Regions from separate parts of the Hordeum vulgare genome. Here region 1 is linked to region 2. The links are chromatin contacts, called in public Hi-C maps. All regions are on one chromosome and are shown on one strand. The core of a region is the stretch at or near the end of the contact, and the rest is flanking DNA. Distances in the headings are between cores, read along the strand shown.

Region 1 (6,130 bases), core at 1,545-4,044, 900 kb before region 2:
TGCCACTGCTGGTGGAGCCTAAAGTTCTGACGTCACTGCGCCTCAGCGATTTGGACAGCTAATGATCCAATCCGACTTCCCAGAGCCCGAGGACCCACCCAGGATATGCGACTAGTTTTCATGTGTCTTGCTTGGCCTTTCCCTTTTTTTTAAGGAGCAACCGAGAATTTGAATATTTCCATGTGTCGCAGCAGTACAACTAATGAATTGACGGATGATTCTTTCGCAAAAGAAAGAAAAAAAAATGGATGGAAGATTCCTGCTGATCCTTTTCGTTGCCGCGCCGTCTCGGCCGGGTTTTGATGCACGAAGCGAGCGCGTGCCAACAGCGAATGGATCGCCGCGAAACTCGCCACGGCTTGCGTCCCGGCGCGCCTTACCTGCGTCTGTGTGTGCTGTGCGCGCACGCAAAATCGGGCCCGTCCCGCTCGTCGCCGTCGGCCGCCGTGCGTGTGTGTGAGCGACAAGCTTTCGCCCTCACCCTCACCCTCACCCCCGCGTCGAGCTACGGTTGGTTCGTAGGTTGGTTGTTAGGATCAACGGATGTGCTCGTTTCCTTCCCTTTTTTTTTTGTCCCTTCCTCGGCCGTTGCTCGCCCGCGAGTGTTTTCCGAAACAAGATAAGGCTGGAGCTTGTACGACGCCTATAGTACGTACGTATATGTGTCGAGTTCACCAACTAACTGGACGACGTGGTCCGGGAATAATTGGACGATCGAAACAAGAGCGAACCCATCGCCCGCGGCCGCGGTGGCCCCCTCCGTCGGCCCAAAACCATGATCCATCTCATCTCTCCTCTCCTCTTGCTAGATTTCGGAAGGCGTCCATGAGCAGTAGCAGCACAGCTGGTAGTGCCTCTCGCCACGTCGAGTTACGCCCACAAAGGCGTAACCGAGCGATCAATTAGCAAGTGTAAAGCGGTAGCACAAAGAGAAGACAAGCATCGATTCACATAGTGACATGTCAAACTCAAGCAACAGCAATTAATGGCGGTACATGTACATACAAAGCTAGCGCTAGCTGTCTGGCCGGCTCATCCACAGCGCCCAAATTAATCAATTCATAAATGGATCTCAAGTCCTCCCCCTAATCTACACCCATTAATTGTATAACCATCATGATTGTTACTGCTACTCCCCATAATCACAATCAGAGTAGTAGTGATATGTACACACAGATCAAGATATGAACCTAGGACTAGTTAATTTAATTTAATTAATCAACATAATTAAGGAGGCCTAGCTAATCCCTGGAGGTCCGTCTGGATGGATAATCACCTGATCCAACCCGAGATTGAGAATCCTCCGGAAAGAAGATGATGCATCAGCAAACCACTAACACGAGCATCACACACCAAGTCAAGTAATCCAATCGAGTAATTAATCAAGGAGAGCCAGAGCCAGAGCCAATCGTGTGGCACGCAGCTCCGATCGATCCGGGCGTCATCAGTACTTCCAAATGTCGGCGAGGTTGAGGGCGGGGTACTCGTCAAGGTGGTCAAGGAAGTCTTGATTGTGGGACGACGGTGTGGGCGCCGACGAGATCTCGGCGCAACCGGCGGCGTTGGGGTCGGTGCTGAGCCCGGTGTCGCGGGACGGGCTGAGCGCAGACGTCTGCCCCGAGACCTGCTCCGCCTTGCAGTACCTCCGGATCGCCGGCGACAGGTCGCCGGAATTAGCGGCCGGCAGGGAGAAGTACGGGCTCGAGTACATCATGTGCGGCGGCATGTGCTGTTCCATCTTAACCTCGAGTCCGGATCCGGAACGGCCACCGGTGGCGTAGGCAGAGTTGGAGTTGAAATCGATGACTTGGTCGACGTCGCCGCCCAAGGGAGGGTCCATGAGGGGCGGCAGCTCCCCGGCGTCAAGGAAGTGGTCACTGATGAAGCCGAACGAGCTGACTCGCTCGATCCCGGCGTCCGGCGCCGCTGCCATTGCCGTTGCCATAGCCCCGTTGGTGGCCGTGAGCTCTTTGTTGAACACCTTGGACACGGCCCACTCGTCCTGCACGCCAATTAGTCAAGTATTTAGCAAATCAAGCAGAGAAATTAAAGGAGGGATGAAATAGGATCGAGAGCTAAACCAACCAACCTTGGCGGAGCGCGGGAGCGGGTGGGGGAGCCTGCCCTCGAGGCGGAACTCGTGCATGACCCAGCCGGTCTTCTCGCCGCGGGGTGCACGGCCTAGGTAGAAGACGAGCGTCTTCTTCATTCCGACGAGGATGCCCCTCCCCCGGAAGATCTCCTTGTCCTTGCCGGTGGCCTTCCAGTAGCCGCTCATGGTGGCGCGGTTGGTCCTCGTCCCCGTCGGGTACTTGCGGTCTTTATGGCAAAAGAAGTACCACTCCTTCTCGCCCATCTTGGCCTTGCCTGTCCGGCCGGTGGAAACACGCAAACTAAGTAAGCTTAAGGCACGGCCCGTCGGGCTCGGATGATCAGATCAGAGGAGCAGCTTAATTTGGACGTGTACCTGGGAGATGCCATGGCTCGCACTTGTTGAGGTCGACCTCGCCGATGACGCCGGAGCAGAAGCGGTGGTCGAGAGCCTTGGGGGTGAGGTAGTGCGAGATGATCTCCTCGTCCGTGGGGTGGAACCGGAACCCCGGCGGCAGGTCCAGCCCCGCCGCCGCGTCCTCCACCTCCGTCGCCTGGTTTATCACCGAAACCTCAGACATCTCCAAGCCGGGCGCCGAAGCAAGCTAGCTAGCTAGAGCTAGAAGAAGAGGAAATGGAGGCCGAGAGAAAGAGAGAGAGGCGTGTGTGAAAGAGAGAGGGAGAGGCGGGTTTAGGAACAAGGGAGAGAGACTGGGGGGAGGAACCGAGGGCCGGCTTATATAAGGCTCCACGCGGTCACGCGCAGCGAGAGAGAGAGAGAGAGCCGTGCGGCTTGCGGGCCAAGACCCCTCCCGTCCTTCACTTCTTACCGCGCGCACCGCAGCTGTGGCCCTTATCTTAAGCAACTCTAGTAATTACTTGTCCTCATCTTAATGGCTCTTGATTCATCCTCTCTTCTTTCCTAGGCCCCAACACCAACTCTCTCACATTCAGAGTATCTTCTCCTCCTCCACCACCACCGGCCGGTGTCCTGTCCTGTGGAATGAATATTCACGTTAGATCACGGCTAACGCGGCAACAATGCGTTGGAACGAACCTGACTCCTTCTTATTTACTTACTGTATATGTTTTCTCTAATATGCCTCATGCACCGAGATGGTGGGAGTACCTTACTTTAAATATAAACCCACACTAGTAGTAGTACTCATGGCAGTTCATACATAAACCTGACTTCTTATTTACTCATGGACTGTCATTAAGATGGAGTACTAGTAATGACAGTTCATACATATACACATTGGATTTAATGTTAGTTTGATTAACTCTGACTTTGCAAACCGGCACATCCCCACCGCACATGCAACCAGAAGAATTCAACCCATCCGCACTGGCCGGAACGCAAGAAACATAGAGAAGTACTAGTGAGTAACATCCAGTTTCTTTTCCATAAATAAAAAGGATGACTAGAAGTTGATATGGCAGCTATTTGTAACCCCCGCGGAATCCACACATGGAGTTCATGTCAGATTGATATCCATCCGTGGTTGTCCCGTTCCCTTCTGCTTTCTCATCCGCATCTTTTTAGTTGCAGACTTTCTTGGGTTGTTTGTTTACGGGAGCGACGTGCCATCGAGACAGCCCGCGACCACCACAATTTTCTGCAGCGCCTTTCCCTTTCCCAAGTGGAGAGGACACGCTCGGTGCCATCATCGAGGAGCGCTCCCAAAGTTTTCAACCTTTCACTCATCGAGTATACATCCCCCGCTTTAAAAGGAAGGCGAAATGGTGACGCGCTCCGCTCCTGTTATGGCCTTGTTTCTTCCACATCCTGATACAGAGACGTGGTGTTTTTTTATTTCGCTGCACCACCAAACTGGCCTGCAGGGCAGTGATACCCAGTGCGGCCACGGTGGTTTCTTTCTTTCTTTTTCATTATTGAATCGAAAACCGTAGAACTGTTGATGAGGAGTGTATTGTTGATAAGGAGTGTACTGTTGATAAGCTGGAGAGTATGAATCATTTAACTTCTTTTAGGAGAAGGTTATCTCCAGTTATGCTCCAGAAATGGAATGAAATGAAGCAATATGTGTTGGATAAAATTTGTGCAGATAAAGATGATGAGGTTTACTGGAAGTTAGATAATTTCAGGAAATATTCCACTAAATCTATGTATAGATGGTTAGAGAGAAACCTTGCGGGGACCCATTATAAGTGAATTTGGGGGACTAAGATTCCTTTGAAGATCCAAATCTTCCTCTGGCACTCATTTCAAAGCTCCATTCTTACTAGAGATAATATGAGAAAACGCCAGTGGCAGGGGGGCCCTAAATGTTCTTTCTGTGATGAACTTGAATCGGCGCAGCATCTGTTCTTTGGGTGCTCGGTGGCCAAGATTGTTTGGAGAACGATTGGTGTTGTTTTTGGTACCAATTATATTCCGAAAACGATTTGGCAGGTTTACTCTTGGTTATATGCTTTTTTGCCGGGCTTATGCGAGATTTATATTGTTGGCTTAGCTGCATTTTGCTGGTCTATTTGGTTGGCTCGGAATCGGGCTACTTTTGAAAAAAAGTGGATTAAAACTCCTTTTGAAATTGCTTTCACAACGTGTGCGTTTATTGAATACTGGGCAGGTACGCAAAAGCCGGCGATGGCGGAGACTGTCAAGAAGGGGGCTTAGTTGTTGAAAGAGAGCGCATCCCAAATGCTGCTGCTATGTGGACCACCAAGGCCAGAATCGAACGAACAGGCTGATAAGGAAGAAGCGTGGGAGGAGTGGTAAGTGCAGGAAGAAGGTGTTCGATCCCCTTGGCGATGAACCTTGCTAGTTGCAGTGCAGATAGCTTGGTACCACGGTGGTGATTAGATCTCTGTCAGTTTTGTGAAACTTTCGTTTTATCTTGTGCTCTTTTGTGAGCCTGGTCCGGTTATGGTTGTTGGGACTCCTCGTAGCGGTGCTCATCCATGGTAGTGTAACTTTTGATCTTTTTGCGTAGTTTCGGATGATATCAGGTTTTCGCCCCGCAGTTTGTGTTCCTGATGACAGGCATGAACGGTGGGTTTCCTGATATTGTCCCGAACTCGCTTTTTTCCCTTTCCCTCTCTTTCTGGTTCTGGTTTCAAAAACATTGTATTTCCGTTATGAAAGTAATGGAAAGGGGAGAAAGCCCGGTTCGAAAAAAAACACGTAGAACAGTTGCTCTAGGATAAATTTCATTAATAAAAGAAACTATCCATAGACACCCAAACAGTAAAATAGCAAAAACCATCCAACTCCACTTATAGAAAAATCCACGGGAAAAAATTAAATTAGATATGAGTCAATCCACTCTATATAGCGTTGCTGATGCTTAAACTTGAACCCGGACTTGATCATCTGAAGATCATTTTCGAGCAAAAAAAAAACAAGCCTCGTAAGGAATGGTTATGAGCCTTACATACTTTGGAGTTCCCCTGTATCCAAATGTGCCAACCATCCGTGATGATGATATTCATAAAGACACAAGGTTGATCAAGATTAAGACAAAGAGTAAATCAAGTTGATCAACGAACAAAGCGTACATGATGTATCGAGAGGGATCAAGTGATCCCATGGTGTGTTTCCATGGGCTTGCGTCAAGAGGAAGACCTCATACAACCCATGGAGGATGACGTCAAGTGGTGATCGTTATCAAGATTGCGCTGTGCAAGTTCAAGTGGGGCATCACAAAGATATCATGCTTGGAGCTTGCTGTCCATTATGGTGGCAATGGACTTGTGAAAATGTGCTGGAGAGTGGCTCACCCATAGTGGAGTATGGGGGAGAAATTTACTAGTCTTCATCAAGCCAACGCAATCAAGAAAGGTGGTCTGTCTTGAGGAAGTCAAGATCATCATCATCTAGCTCAAGTGGACTAGGTGCAAGGTATAAGTTTGCCCTTGATAGATTTTTTTTATTTTTGGATAGATTGTCGTCCTGACAATGGGCTCTCTCAAGTGAGTAGCTTGATCGTGTCGCTCGTTGAGAGCTCAAACTATTTGCAACCTTGCATCATATTTCTTGGTTCTTGTTTGGTGTTTCTTTTTGTGAGTTTTAGAG
Region 2 (5,840 bases), core at 1,944-4,443:
TTGAACTGTGAGTAGATGTAGGTACGCACATGCATCCATGCATACCCCAAGTTAAAACGTAAGTCATTAGTCTTTTTTTACACATCAATCTACGCATCTAGGTTCTTCATCAGGGTTGATTGCAAGTTGCAGCAAATTTGAGAACTGAAGATTCAATTAGAAGTACAGGAACATATATAGAACTGAGAGGGAAATAAGAATCTGAAGAGCAATCAGAAGTACCACCAATTTTTCAAAAAAAAAAACTGAAACACGGGCTTATATCGCTGATTAACTTTCAAGAGGCGACATACCTTTGGTGTAGCCGCCTCAGGGATGGACGGCTCGACGGATGATTTTCCTTCGCCGGCGACATTGGGCGTTACTCTGGAAGTTGCAATGCGGCGAGATTTGATGGAGATTGTGATCGAGGCCCGGTCGGATCTGGCCGGGGTGGATCCATTTTCGGTGGATTTGACGTGGACGCTGTCAGATCCGGCGAGATTGAGGGCCGGCGGCGCCATGGCCCTCCTGGAGGTCCCTGTTCAGCGAGAAAGAGGGAGAGATGCGAGAAGATTGAGACGAAGGAGGAGAAGGGAGAGGGGCGAGGCGCCAGAGCGGCCGGAGTTCCGACGGGGCGTGGCGGCGGTGTGGGGTCACCGGTGAGGAGGCTTGCGGGCGTGAGGGGAGCTCGATCAGGAGGGAGCTGCAGGCGGCGGTGCGGTCCGATTCGGACAAAGACGGGTTACAAGTTTTTTTTATAAAAGTGAAACGTTTTTTCTGAATCAACTAAAGTAGGAACTGCGGGTTGATTTGACAAAAACAGGAGGAGTTTTTTATAAAAACGTCATGGCGTACGACAAAAGCATTAGCTGATTTATTATTAGGGAGAGATTGAGAAAAGGTGCCTGCTACAAATTTACCGAATAGAGATCATCCGTCTAGCGTGCCATCCGGTTTCAAATTCATACTCGTCCGATCTCCCAAACAACATCTCGTCCTTTCTCACGTCCAAGCTCTTCATTGTAGCACACAACGTCCTAACCACCAATTGCTAGTACAAAACAAAAATGTCCCTGACCTCTTCCCTTCCCGCACCGGCATCTTCGCCACGGCGTTGATTGTAGCATCAACACTTTCTCCGGCGACTCTCCCGGCTTCCTGCATCGCAATACTTCGCTGCTGCTGCCACTGATGCTCCATGGGCGACCAGTTCGTGGCAGGCTACTTGTAGCAAGGGTGCTCTCTCCGTCAAGCTACGACGCAACACTCCATGGCAGCGCCGACGGCCACTTGAATCTCACTGGCAGTACAGAGCGACGCGGCAAGGCTTCATCGTAGCACCGACGAACTCCCCAACAATGATTCATTGTAGCTCCATGGCAGCATGACACGACGCGACAAAGCTTCAATGTAGCGCCGACGAGCTCCCGACGATGCTTCATTAGTTGTAGCTCCATGGTGACAACGCGTGGCGTGCCAAAGCTCCATTGTAGCACCAATGCCCCCCCCCCCCCCCCCCCCCGGTGATGCTCCATTGCAGCTCCATGGTGGCACCGCGTGATGAGGCAAAACTCCATCGCGACGACGACGATTTGTAGCAGCGCGAGTGTGCCTTGAGATGTCGCGCCGGTGTGATTGAGGCTGCAGAGGAGAGAAGTGAGTGAACACTAGCGGGGTGCTCTTGCAGCAGCGTGCGGCGAGTGGCGGCTCTAGTCTTTGTCGGCCAGGCTGCAGGAGAGAGGCGAGAGAAAAGAAACGGGATATGCGAGGAGAAGAGGTAGGAGATCAGGAAGGGAAGTGAATGAGTGGCTCTCCTTGACTGGCTGAAGATAAGGGAGAACGTGATCTAGTAAAGAAAAAAAGGATAAAGGAGAATATGATAGACGATGGCCTGATGAACGTGTGGTCCTTGGGTGATGCGGGTGATTTTTCTAGAAAATCGGTCGGATGTTTTTACTTTTTTCTTGAAAGAAAGATTGTTTGTAAGATGCTCGCGGACGTAATATAATGCTTGTCAAGGGGTTAGTGGGATGTGAGGCAAGACTACAAGTCTTTCTTTAGGTTTTGTTCGGTTGTAATGGATTTGAAGAGGATTAGAATGGATTGGGAGGACTAAATCCTCTGTAAGTCAAAATCCACCTTAACTCCTTTGTGGTGGGGATTAACCGAACAAGCCCTTAGGAGTAGGGATTACGAGACTTTTTTTTTTCAAAGAACACGGAGTAAACTGTAGAATTAAGGGTTTTGTTTACAAACTTACAACACGATGTGGCAACGAGTTACACTACACTAGTTAAGCAGCCGACATGGAAACTGGTCCCACGTCCTGGTCAGTGTTTCCGCCGTCCACACCCCCGGCGGCAGAGGAGAATAAGTCCTTGCACAGATCGCCATAGAACCGGCAGACCAGATCGACGAACACCGGCGACTTGAGCCGCTCCCAGCATTGTAGGAGTTCCTCCACGTCCTGCAGGTCCCGCGCTTTGCCTTCCTCCGTCAAAATCTCCATCAGGAAGCTCTCGAAACTCCGGCATGCCTCCTCTTTCTCCTCTCCAATTCGCGTGGTCGTCCTCGACCGCAGCCGCGCCACCATCTTCACATAAGCAGGCGTCTCTGGCGACGGCACCGGCACCTCTGGGACCGCCGCAGCAACTACACTGCGCGCGGTAGGGCTCTCTGTCGAGATTGCCGCCGTGGAAGACGGGGGGATTAACGGCCAGAACACCGCGCGGACCGACCGGAAGCTCCGGCCCGCACGGCGACGGTGGCGGGGACTCATCTTGGCAGTGGACTTGCGGAGATTGCGGAACCGGAAAGCCCTGATAGAGAGGGCGGCGGAGGCCGGGATGCGGAAGAGCCGCGCAAGGGCTCGCTTGCATGGCGTCAGAAGATTGCGCGTCATGCAGGAGAGACGATGAGACGATCGAGACGAGGTTGTCATCGTGGGGAACGCCGCGGAGTTTACAGGGTCTGATTTGGTTTCTTGGGTTACCTTGTGCTGCCACAGCATGTAGAATCAAACATTATGGAAGCCATTTCATAAGAGGTTGCTCGATCGTTGCATGGTTGTGGCATACACGTATGTTCAGTATTTAGTGGGGTGGCAGTACTATGATCGTGCGTCGCACAAAGCATAGGTAAGGTCCTAGGGCGTAGACACTCAAACCGCCAGCAACCGTTGTGTACAAGAAATAGAGGCGGATTTATGAAATTGTTGATATTTATTGTTTGAGTTTCGTGGATATATATATATATATATATATATATATATATATATATATATATATATATATATATATATATATATATATATATATATATAGAGAGAGAGAGAGAGAGAGAGAGACTCTATTCATCACCCAGGGTGCAGAGTAGGTTATTCTTCACCCTAGGTAATCTTACGAGCTTTTCATAAATAAATTACATTTAAAATAAATAGTTACATTCATATTGAACCACTATGTAAAATTTGGCATAAATTTTTTAAAAATATAGCCTATAAGACAAGAAAATATGCATTTTATGTATCTTTTATACTATGTTTTTACGTTTGTAATTTTATGTAACAAAAATATTTTTTACGATGATTATATATTTTCTTACGGTCTGTTTTTATGTATGGAATAAGAAAAAAAAATTACGGAACGTAAAATTACGATGCGTTGATGTTAAACTGGAGGGGGTGAAAAATAACTATTCCTCACCCAGCATGACGAATAACGCGGCCCTATATATATATATATATATATATATATATATATATATATATAGCAAGTCATATTCATTAGTACATGACATTCAATTAATATATATATATATAGCAAGTCATATTCATTAGTACATGACATTCAATTAACAAAATAATGACCTTCCATTTTTTATTTGCATGTACTAGTAGTATATTAAATGGTTAATAATTGTTTTCAGAGACAAACATGCTATGAACATTCGTACTTGGATACATACATATGTACATGTACCCAATATATCCACATAGACCGTGATACTAGTTAGTGGGTATATTTACATCTTTACATATTAATAAAGCACCTATTGCTTTTGTGGTACATCATGAAAATTGTCCCTGAACTTTGCATAAATTACCCACCATGCCACTGGTAAGTAATAAAAATCGTTTCACAAAGCGAAAAATCTCTAACTAGCCCGGCCCATGTAAAAACCTCCTATATTACGCTCTGCATCCTGGGAGAATATCCAACACACCGTATGGGCCGGCCCATGCGTTTCAAAAATGTTTGTGAATTTAAAGTAAAATCCTCCAACATCAAAAATTATGTTTGTCTTTTCTAGAATTGGTCGCCAATTCAAAATAAAATATTTAAACCCATTTGAAATATAAAAAATATTCATGATTTTTAGTAAATGTTTGTAAATTGTAAAAAATGTTCTCATATTTGTAAAATTGTTCATGAAAGATCTAATGTGTGTAGTTAAACATTAATGCTTCTAAGTATTTGTGAAAATATATCCGTTTGATTTTTGAAGAATTAACTGTTGGATGGATCGGATTATTATTGTATGTTTTCTAAAAACAAATGTTGAAATTAAGAATAATTCTTTGAGTTACCAAGATTTTTGACAACCATGATTTTTTTTTTTGAAAATGTAAAGATTGCTTCAACTTGTGAATAAATTGAAAAGAAGAAACATTTTCTTGCATTTGTGCACAAAATTTTAAAATCAACCGATGATGTGTGAACATAATGTGGTCATCATCATTGAAGATTATGTTTTTTCTCCCGTTGCAACCCATGGGCCATTTTCCTAGTTATACGAAATATGTACATGTCGAAGTTATACCAAATGAAAATGTAAACATAAATGTCATACTTTTAATATCTACGTGTTGGTGTTGTACCAAAATGAAAATATGCATACCTTGATGTGAATATACACATGAATATATACATACCTTGATGTGAATATACAAATGAATATGTACATGTTGGTGATATACCTAATAAAAATATACATATAAATATAAATACCACGATGTGAATTTTATTTGTATATATACCTATAAATGTCACGTCTTTTATGTATGTACCCGAGATATCACGTGTACATTTTCTTATACTGTGATACCAATTAGTGGGTATTATACCTAATATACACATGTATGTATCTGACTAGGTCAAAAAGGATACGAAAATATTGTAGGTATCTCATCAACATATACAAAGTAAAGTATGACTACATATATCTGTCTACGTGAAATATGGCATCCATAGATATATGATAACCAAAGTCATAAAATGGTTGGAAAAGAAAATACTAACTTAATTTGAAATAATTAATAAAAAGTTGTATGTATCAACCCAACGCGTATGCACACATATGAAAAAATGTACATATACCCAACGTCATGGACGTTGAAGACACAATAATGAGACCTTAATTACTAGTTTTCTCTCTCCAATTCTTATTACTAACGTCTCTTAATAAGGAAGGTAGCATGCATGTCATTATTTTCTTATCTCAAAAAAGTTACCATGCATGGCGTGATTATTTTCAAATCTGTAATCTATGATGGTTAACCCATAATGTAATCGAACGGTGAAAAGGCAAGGAGCATGGGCTCCTAGGTGCCCCAAACGGTCGTCCTATATATTAATTAATTAATATAGTATCTATAATTTTTTATGGTTCCATGCTATTATTTTGTCAAACTTTGGATGTTTTGTATGCCTTTTATATCTTTTTTGGGACTAACTTATTAACTCAGTGCCAAGTGCGAGTTCATGTTTTCATCGTGTTTTTGACCCTTTTCACAAGAGGATTTTAAACGGTGTCCAAATAGAATAAAACTTCCGAAAAGATTTTTTCCGGAACAGAAG

What was found. Hi-C and Micro-C count contacts between places; a contact is called where the count stands out from the background.
Region 1: a contact with region 2 is called in a Hi-C map of seedling, with 5 times the contacts expected there. The contact joins the promoter of LOC123448745 here to the promoter of LOC123446516 in region 2. A contact is called at or near these places in 2 of 6 Hi-C or Micro-C datasets (leaf and seedling).

The regions. Positions count from the first base shown.
Region 1 is chr4H:404,788,454-404,794,583 of MorexV3_pseudomolecules_assembly, reverse strand. LOC123448745 (NAC domain-containing protein 92-like) reads right to left here and starts at 2,794. Exons shown (of 3, transcript XM_045125738.1): 1 at 2,468-2,794; 2 at 2,090-2,367; 3 at 963-2,002. The coding sequence starts at 2,672. The coding sequence ends at 1,445.
Region 2 is chr4H:403,891,540-403,897,379 of MorexV3_pseudomolecules_assembly, reverse strand. LOC123446516 reads right to left here and starts at 3,193. Exons shown (of 1, transcript XM_045123090.1): 1 at 2,182-3,193. The coding sequence starts at 2,992. The coding sequence ends at 2,276.